Regions from separate parts of the Anas platyrhynchos genome. Here regions 1 and 2 are each linked to region 3. Evidence: chromatin contacts called from public Hi-C data. All regions are on one chromosome and are shown on one strand. The core of a region is the stretch at or near the end of the contact, and the rest is flanking DNA. Distances in the headings are between cores, read along the strand shown. Region 1 overlaps GNAS (GNAS complex locus). Region 2 overlaps GNAS (GNAS complex locus). Region 3 overlaps GNAS (GNAS complex locus).

Evidence for each region. A called contact is a pair of places that touch in the nucleus more often than the background predicts.
Region 1: a contact with region 3 is called in a Hi-C map of F1 follicle, with 2.5 times the contacts expected there. The contact joins two enhancer-like sites. A contact is called at or near these places in 5 of 8 Hi-C or Micro-C datasets (F1 follicle, F5 follicle, skeletal muscle and 2 more).
Region 2: a Hi-C map of skeletal muscle shows a contact between it and region 3, with 1.9 times the contacts expected there. The contact joins two enhancer-like sites. A contact is called at or near these places in 5 of 8 Hi-C or Micro-C datasets (F5 follicle, liver, skeletal muscle and 2 more).

What each region holds. Positions count from the first base shown.
Region 1 is chr21:13,626,663-13,629,362 of IASCAAS_PekinDuck_T2T, forward strand. GNAS (GNAS complex locus) reads left to right here. Exons shown (of 12, transcript XM_027442827.3): 6 at 1,649-1,703. Among named protein-coding and RNA genes, the nearest start is that of NELFCD, 18 kb to the right of the region's middle. Within about 2 kb of position 1,424, at least 2 of the 8 cell types and tissues checked have an H3K27ac peak or open chromatin away from gene starts, as enhancers often do. A contact at or near this core is called in F1 follicle and subcutaneous adipose tissue, where this site is marked.
Region 2 is chr21:13,602,527-13,605,255 of IASCAAS_PekinDuck_T2T, forward strand. All of the region lies in intron 5 of GNAS (GNAS complex locus), which reads left to right. All of the region lies in intron 4 of LOC106018981 (a long non-coding RNA gene), which reads right to left. Among named protein-coding and RNA genes, the nearest start is that of NELFCD, 42 kb to the right of the region's middle. Within about 2 kb of position 1,290, at least 2 of the 8 cell types and tissues checked have an H3K27ac peak or open chromatin away from gene starts, as enhancers often do. A contact at or near this core is called in subcutaneous adipose tissue, where this site is marked.
Region 3 is chr21:13,535,156-13,537,855 of IASCAAS_PekinDuck_T2T, forward strand. All of the region lies in intron 1 of GNAS (GNAS complex locus), which reads left to right. It overlaps LOC119713312 (a long non-coding RNA gene), which reads left to right. Exons shown (of 2, transcript XR_005260434.2): 2 at 1-2,700. Among named protein-coding and RNA genes, the nearest start is that of GNAS, 46 kb to the left of the region's middle. Within about 2 kb of position 1,251, at least 3 of the 8 cell types and tissues checked have an H3K27ac peak or open chromatin away from gene starts, as enhancers often do. A contact at or near this core is called in F1 follicle and subcutaneous adipose tissue, where this site is marked.

The sequences.
Region 1 (2,700 bases), core at 174-2,673, 92 kb after region 3:
GTTTGTGCTAGTTGGAATTCATGATTGTCATCCCTATTTAACATCCCCCGTGTACGGAACAAAACACTTTACTTCTATTCCTAAGGGTTAAAAAGAAGAGGGTATTATTTAACAGCTTGGAAGAGATGAGGAAAAACTCCAGCTTGTAAATTTCAGTACATATTTGGTGATCAATTTTAACTTTGCCTGTGTCCACATCATCTTTCATGACAGAAATTGAACTTTACGTCTCACTTTTTTAATAGTATGTTTGTTAAGATGAGTTTTGATGTGTTTTAAAGTCTGTAATTCAGACGAAACAAAACTTATTTTTCATTTGTCTCTGAAACAAGAAGGTAATCTAGTTCCTGGCAAAAATGCCTTTACCCTGAAGCCACTGTTAAAACATCCAGTTGTTTTCCCCTTCCCCTGCACTGTGTTTTAGGGAGTTGTTGAGAAGTAGGGGCTGAAACAGAGGGCTATTTTAGAGGGCTACCCAATCCAATTTTAATGGCATTTTGGTTTCCAATCTGTGAAGCTGGGACTTGGCTACCTTTTTCCCCCTTTAAATCATTGAGCATGACCATAGTGAATGCAGTTTCAGTGTCCCTTTCTAGGAATAGGAATCCAAAGGGAAATCTTCTTTTGAGAAAACTCATCTTTTCTCTGTGATTTCTGCTTCATAAGGAAAAGAATTCATGCACTGGAGTTTAAAAGGAAACTTAATTAGTCTTAAAACCAATATATTTTAGTCAGTAATGTTACCAGTAGAGTTAACTGTAGAAGCATTTTGAGGTCTCCTTCTAGTACAAAATGAAAGGTGTCAGGTCCTGCATAACCCTGATGCATACTTGATATTAAGCAAGGTGGTCAGAGTACTTATAGCATAACATCTGTGTTCTGAAACTTGTTTTTTTATGTCTTTGAATCTTAGAGTAACAGCACAGTAAAACAAATTGGTTCCTTGAGATTTTTGCCCTTTGAGTTAAAGATAATTAGAAGGTTACAGCAAGTTGGCAAAAGCATTTTTAAAGGCTCCAAGATAGCTCCTTTAACTAATGCCTAATGATTTTTGAATAAAATAAACCTTCTTATACGTACTTTATAACTGTGCCTACTAGTACTACTTCTGCAGAAAGTAAGCTGAAAAGCTTTTCCAACAGGTGACAACAAAATCAGTGTTCCCTTACACTTAACTGCAATGAAATCAGTTTAGGGATTTCATTTATTAAAAGACACAGTGACGATACATTTATTCATAAAAATATTCGTCTTACTTTCTAGAATATTATATGCAGGCAGATTATTTGAGTCATTGTTTTACTGTTAGCAGGAGCAGACTATGCTGTACAGTTTTTGTAATATCACCCAAGTTAAACTACGTGCGTGTTTGCTGCCGGAGGGAGCGGAGTGGGAGGGGGCTGGAATGAGATGAGCAGGCTTGCTGAATAAAACTTGGGAATTCGGCCCTCTGCTGGGTGCTGCTAGGAGATGCACAATGTAAATGCTAGCACACGTATGTTCAGCAATTTACATGTATTCAACACTTCGTGAATCTGAATGCAATAAAACTTATCAACTGTTACTTGGGAGCTGTCAGTTAATTAAGCATCAGAAAGTTTGTCTAATTTGAGAATGCCAAATTATTCTTTTCTTTTTTTTTCCCTAGTTTTCTAGACAAGATTGACATAGTCAAACAAAATGAGTATACACCGTCTGACCAGGTAAGTAAAACGCATTAAAAAATTATACAGCTTATCTGCACCCTCTGTCTTCGAGGATATCTTTTTCTCTAATTTTCCAATTGCGATTTATGGCACTAATGTAGTTATTACCATGCACTGAACAAGTACAATATTCCAGTAAAAGTTACTTTGTCGTTAGGATTGTGGTCATGCTTAAACATATATGTGTACTGTGAAATGAAAATCTGTCTAGATGTAAGGCATGTTATACTTTAGCAACACAATAATTCAGATGTTCATTTGAATAAGTAATTTCTAATGTTCTGCCCTCCTTGCTGAATAACTGCCATGTGCTTCCCTTGATGCAAAGTTGGTTGGTATCCTCTCAACCACACCATCTCCTTCGGTGTGCCATATATCCAGAAAAGCAGGAAGATACATTATTCACAATTAAAAATAATGGTGTATTCCTTTTCATATGTCCTTCCTGATAAATAGAAGGAATAGCAACATAAATAGCAATAGAGTTTTCCAGGTACGAGTATGTCAGTACATCTTTTTCTGAAGTATAGATACTTCTTAAAAATGGTACATCTTGTAATTAAAGACAATTTCAAATCAGACAAACTTTCTTTACTAATTAGACTCATTTTCTAATTAGGATCAGTGCATTCACTGAGCCAACAGTAAATACTGTATGTTCAAAGCTAGCAGATTATCCTATTTTTACCACTTGCTAGAAGGACACATATGGCATTTTAGTGAGACCATGTGCAGATCTGGCCTTGTGGCTGGACTGCAGACTCCACGGTTATATTTCAAGGAGCAGAAATGTCCATCTGATGTACAGTGGAAAAGGGCACATTTTGCAAGATCCTGTTTACCTTCAGGGAAGATCAGTTTTTCGAGTTACTAAATTACATACTTGAAAATAGGCTTTCCTGAATGCAGATAGAAATCTGAGTTTTAATTCTTTCATTGTGTTATCTAGCTCTTACTTGCAGAAAGCGTGGTAAATCTAAGCATGCTCCATATT
Region 2 (2,729 bases), core at 40-2,539, 67 kb after region 3:
TCTCCCGAACTCCTGGCCTCGGCTCAGAGCAGAAGACCTGAGAAAAGCTCCAGGTACCAGCTTCGGGCTTTTCATTTAATCTCACTGGTGAGCTTCAGAGGTGTAAAGCTGGGAGGCTAGGCCAGTAACCTCATCTGTTGGAGAGCCCTGCTGGTATCCTGCCCTTCCTCCTCAGGCTTACTGACTAAATGGAAGCGTCACTTCAGAGGAGCCCTGTTGGTGTTGAAGGGTAGCTGCCTCTGCTCATCCTGAGCTTTACTGTACTTCCTGCCGGAGCATATTTCACAGTCCTGGGAGAAAGGAAAGGAGGCTCTTTCCCTTTCTTAGCTCCATTTATGAAGTAATTAGTTCCAATTCTGCTTCTAGGACAGCAAGGTCTGGGAGGCTGTCACCAGCTTCTCTCTGTGGAGAATTGTTTTAGCTGTGAGGAGAGGGCAGTACCTGAGAGGAGAGCAGATTTGATTGCTCCCGCATATTTTGGGGATGTATATAGAAGAGAACGAATGTTTTAACTGGAGCAGCCATGTGATACTCCTTTTGGCTAATAATAAACAGAAGAATGCAGAAGTGTCTAGAATATAGAAAATCCCAAATGGCGATGAGTGATTTACCATCCTTCACATTTCTTTCCTGCAGGTGCAGGATTTCATTTTATTCAGAATATACTACTTAAGATTGGGAACCTAGGAGCCGTTTCCACTGTGATGTGCCAAATCCTGCATGTCAAATCTCTGCGTCCTGTCAAGTATAAACACACATGATCTCTTTGAAGTGTTGATGCTGCTAATACTTCTACCTTGGTTTTCGTTTGTGGATCTCTGTTCTTAAAGCCTCACAAATACACTGCAGAGTAGCTGGAATAAGTAGGATCTCTTTCATACAAATGGGTTATTGGTGGCATGAAGGCTTGGAGGATACAAGCACAGTCTTGTAAGTCCAAGTTGATGTCAGTAGCCTCTGGATCAGCTTTGCAGCAAATCAAAAGCAAAGCCCGGGTACCTAAGCCTCCTAGTGTTTTTCTCTAGTCTTGTTACTATTAGGAAGCGCCCACAAATACTTGATTTTTTGTTTTATCTAGCCTTGGCTCAGCTCGATTCCTTGGCCACCAGTATGATTTTTGCTTCATTTTCTGCTCTGCTTTCTCTGCATATCTCCCAGCTGACGCTTCCTGGTTTTGGCTGGGGTGGAAAAGGAAATAATGTGAGAGACAGTATTTGCAGCCCATTTCACACCCTCCGCTATCAGGAAGGGCTGGAAGTAGCATGAGGGAGCCTATTCTCACGCTATTTCCTGCTTGAAAGCCTCGCCGTGTTTTCTCCCGCTGCCTGCCATTTCGGGGAAGGAGAAAGCCCGGGGAGGTTGTGGTGTAGGTGCAGTGAGTTGGATTTCTCGAACTTCAGCACCAGCAGAGCCACTCTGATAGCTTGAAACTGTGCCAGGCTGCTCCAGAAGGGCTTTATGAGAAGGATTTTTGAAGATGTTTGTTTTTAAAATACTTATCAAAGAAAGGGGGAGAGTGCAGCTCTTAGCTGACTGCTGTGCAGAGCTGCTAAAGGATCAGCAGATGTGGACGTGCTGTTTTCTTAATATCTGCTGTGTTAAGGGTTGTAAATTCTTTATATTTTTATTAGGATTTACGGTTTCACTTCTGGGTTCGCTGAGTTATAAGAGCAATTAAGAGCCCCAATCTGAGTACTTAATGATTTTCTTCCTTGTTGATTTCTCTTTGTGATGAAGTTCCTTTCGGAGATCATACAGTAAAGTGCATTTGCTGAAAGTCTTACCTTTTTAAATAGCAGCTGATTTATCAGTGGTACTGTTAGTCTAGTTTCTTATTCATATTATTTATTACTTTTTCTTTCTTTTTGCTTTTTCTAATTACTGTAGTTCTGGCAGAGCAGTTCCTCTTGTCTCCTCCAGGTCTGTGAGCTGTGCTGAGTACTCGCATTTGACAGGACAGGAATTTCCCCGGCCTATATTCCTGGCATACACAAGCTTCTTATGGGCATTAGCAATTATATTGTTAAACATTCCTGTGTGGAAGACTAACATTCATGTCTCCTTTTGCTGATTTAAAGCTGATGAGCTTGCCTACTGCTGTGTGAATTCTTTGGCAAGCCAAGGACCAGACCCGGATCACCTCGTTGCTTATCCGTTCGCTTAATCATAAAACCACCTTGCTTTTGTTCCAGAGCACTTAGAGATCATTGAATTAGGGCCTTGTCTCTATTCTTCTTTATCCTGAAGTACCAGAGGTTTATGTTTTAAACGAAGCTACATTTCAGGTAAAAGTAAATAAACCCTGGGTTATATTTTCTCCCCAGTTCATGGGGTCATTAGGTGCACACGGAGGTTGCTGTAGACAACAGGAAGCACAGTCACTCCTGTGCTTGCATGACTTCACTGAAGTCAGGACCAACAAAATGAGTCCAAATATATAAGTAGCCTGAATTATTCCTAACTATTCCAAGTGTCTGCCCTTCCTTGCTGCCTGTTGGTAGCAGGGATGTGCCTGCTGGCAAGTGCTGTGAAAACCAGATTACCTAAATTTAGCCAATAAATGGATTATGAATCCAACACATGTTCCCACTGTTGTCACAGCTAATCATAAATTCATAATTTCAACCTACACTCAACCCCAGATAAACTTCTCTGTCTCTAAAATAAATTACATCACAGTATGAAGCAAGATAAAACAAAAGGTGTCCTGGAGTAGCTTGCTTGAGTAT
Region 3 (2,700 bases), core at 1-2,500:
TGGACTCCTGCCTGGTTCCCACAGCCCTAGCAAGGGACGTACTTGCTCCTGGCTGGTGTCTGAGATGCAATGACAAGGGGAATCTTCCATTGCACACCTAAAGGCTTTGAGACGATTGTTTTATATATGTTGCTGATATTGAAGGGGGGGGAAAAAAAAAAAAAAGAAAAAAAACACACCAGAAAGACTTACTTAGAGCATTGGGAAAGGGTCTAAATTCTGCAACTGCCCTAGGGTATGTGGGGCACTCTCTAATTTAACATCAAGGCACTTAAGAAGTAATGATGCTGTTACTTTGCCAGACAGACAGATTCTTCCAGGAAAAATAGGGTACAAAAGACCCCTATTCTATAATTCTGTCTGTATGTAATTTTAGGATCTAGGCTTAACAGTTTTCCATGTAAAGAAAAAAGATGGGAGAAAATACTCTTTTTGAAAGGGAACACTTTCAGGCCTTTAGCAGTGCAGAGAAGGAGGAGCAAAATCACAGTTCTGTTATTCCTTGCAGATCATCTCTAATAATGGCTCCTGGTATTGAGAGTACTGCGGTTTGCTACCACTAAAATATAAAATCATTTTGAGTGTGAAAACCTGAGCGTCGTTCTATTAAAAAAAAAAAAAAAGTAAAAGAGAGGAATGTTTACAGTGCATTAAAACCTGTGTGACAACTTAACGAAAACTATTTTAACAATCCTCTTATTCCCCTTCCTGTTATGCTCCATAAAATGAGAAAGCAGTGTCAGTAAGCAGCAACACCGGTGCAGTGGGCGAGCGGAGCAGGCTGGGCTCCGGCTGCTCCTGGCTTGTGCTCAGCCCCCCGCGCCCACCCTGTGCGGCTGGGACAAGCGCTCGGTGCCAGGACTGCTTGGCGCAGCGTGCTCACGCTGCTGCGCGTGCTGGGGAGGCGAAGCCAGGAGCCTCCCTGCTCTCTGCTAACCTCCACGGCAGAGGAAAGACTCGGGAGCTTGTTGCTTCCTTGCAGGAGCTAGCTGGAACCTGGTATTTAGAAAACATCAGCCCCTGCTACTTCTGTGGGCTTTGTGACCCAAACATGGCAAGAATTAAAACAGAATAATTCTTTACAAAAGAAGTTTGCAGTCAGGGGTAGGTCTGGCGTGAATGTTGACAAATATTGAAACTAAATCTCAGAAACGAGATGTTCCAAATTTTTTTTTTTTTTGTAATCAGCATTCCATATGTGTTATGCAGAGAGCTAGGATGTGCTTGTACTTTTGTTACATAAGAGTTGTTTGTGTTTTTTTTTTTTGTTTTTTTTTTCTTTACAAAGTACGGTGCAGAATGCATGAGTAGTGAGAAGGAATATCATGAAAAAAAAAACTGTTAGAAAATAAGAAAAGCTAGTAGGTGAAAAGCTATTACTCAGTGTTTTATTTCCATAATCCCATGAGTTCCTTAAAGTCCCTTTTAATATTTCTCAGAAAAAGCTTCGAAGTGAGAGGAGGGAGGCAAGTTTTTTTTTCTTTGGTTTAAAGGAAGGTCTCGGTTAATTCTATTAGTAGACTCTGGGCTTGTTTTTATTTAAAAACAAAACAAAAATCCCTCTCAAGTTTAGAATTTCTGTATGGAAACATTCTTCTTCTTTGCCAGAGAGGGAAGTATCTCGTTTTCATTCTGTTTGTTTTGGAGTATCTGTACTTAAATGTTTTGTGTTTGTTCTTTATTGAATACATTAGTGGTGCATTAATTTCTTCCTGACAATGCTCGTTTTATTGCATTCAGATAGGCTCGCTCTTTCCCATATGACAGACAAACTTGTCGTTCTGCTTGATGACCCTGGTTTGCCCTCCCTGGGTTTGATTGATAACGGCTTAATTTCCAATCTTGTTTACCTATTAATACTTTTTGAAGTGATTTTTTTTCTGGTCACTGCAGAAGGAACAAATGAAAAAAAAAAAAGCCACATTGAATTCTTGCTCCAACTCCAATCTGTTTGCTTTGATTTTCCTTTTTAGATTATTGTTTGGCTTTAATTTGTTTGTTTCTCCTTTAAATGGGCTTGGGATTACTCAAGGGTTCCTTGTTCAGCAGGTCAAAGGGTAATGTGGAGACTTTGAAACTGTCTCCCTTTTTATCACCAAGTTTTGTTCTTCCAAGAGTCCAAAGGATTTTGCAGGCCGATAGCTCGTGGAGGATGCCTCCTTCTAAGGAAGGCGTAAGCAGCAGGCCCGATTCGGTGCAAGGGGCCACGGGGCCACTTCTGGTCTTCAAAGCAGATTTAAAAAAAATGGATCCAAGTCTAAACCATATCCTAAATTAATCCTCATACGAGACTAACTAAAAGACAAGTTTGCTGGGGATTAAACGCACTGAGATTGATAGATCTGACACTCGAGTAGCAGTCACTTCTGTGGCCTACGATGAAGGCCCACAGCTCTGCATTTCTAAAGCTAAAAATATAAAGAGACTTCAAAGCAGAGAAGTATCAATATACAGCGTGTGCTACTAAAAAATGTCCTTTAACTGAAAGAGTCCATCTGTCCCAGAGATAATGCCTACTTTTAAAAGAAGGAAGCCTGCTAGAGCTGCCCAGCCACAGCACTGTGAATATGTAGGACAGCAAAAATGCACAAAAAAAATGCAGCAAACGTGCAGGCTGCTTAAAAAAATCACAGCTATTTCTTCTTTCTGCAAAAGACTGTGAGCCTCAAAGGTGCTTTGCACAGGGGGAACTTTTTCAGC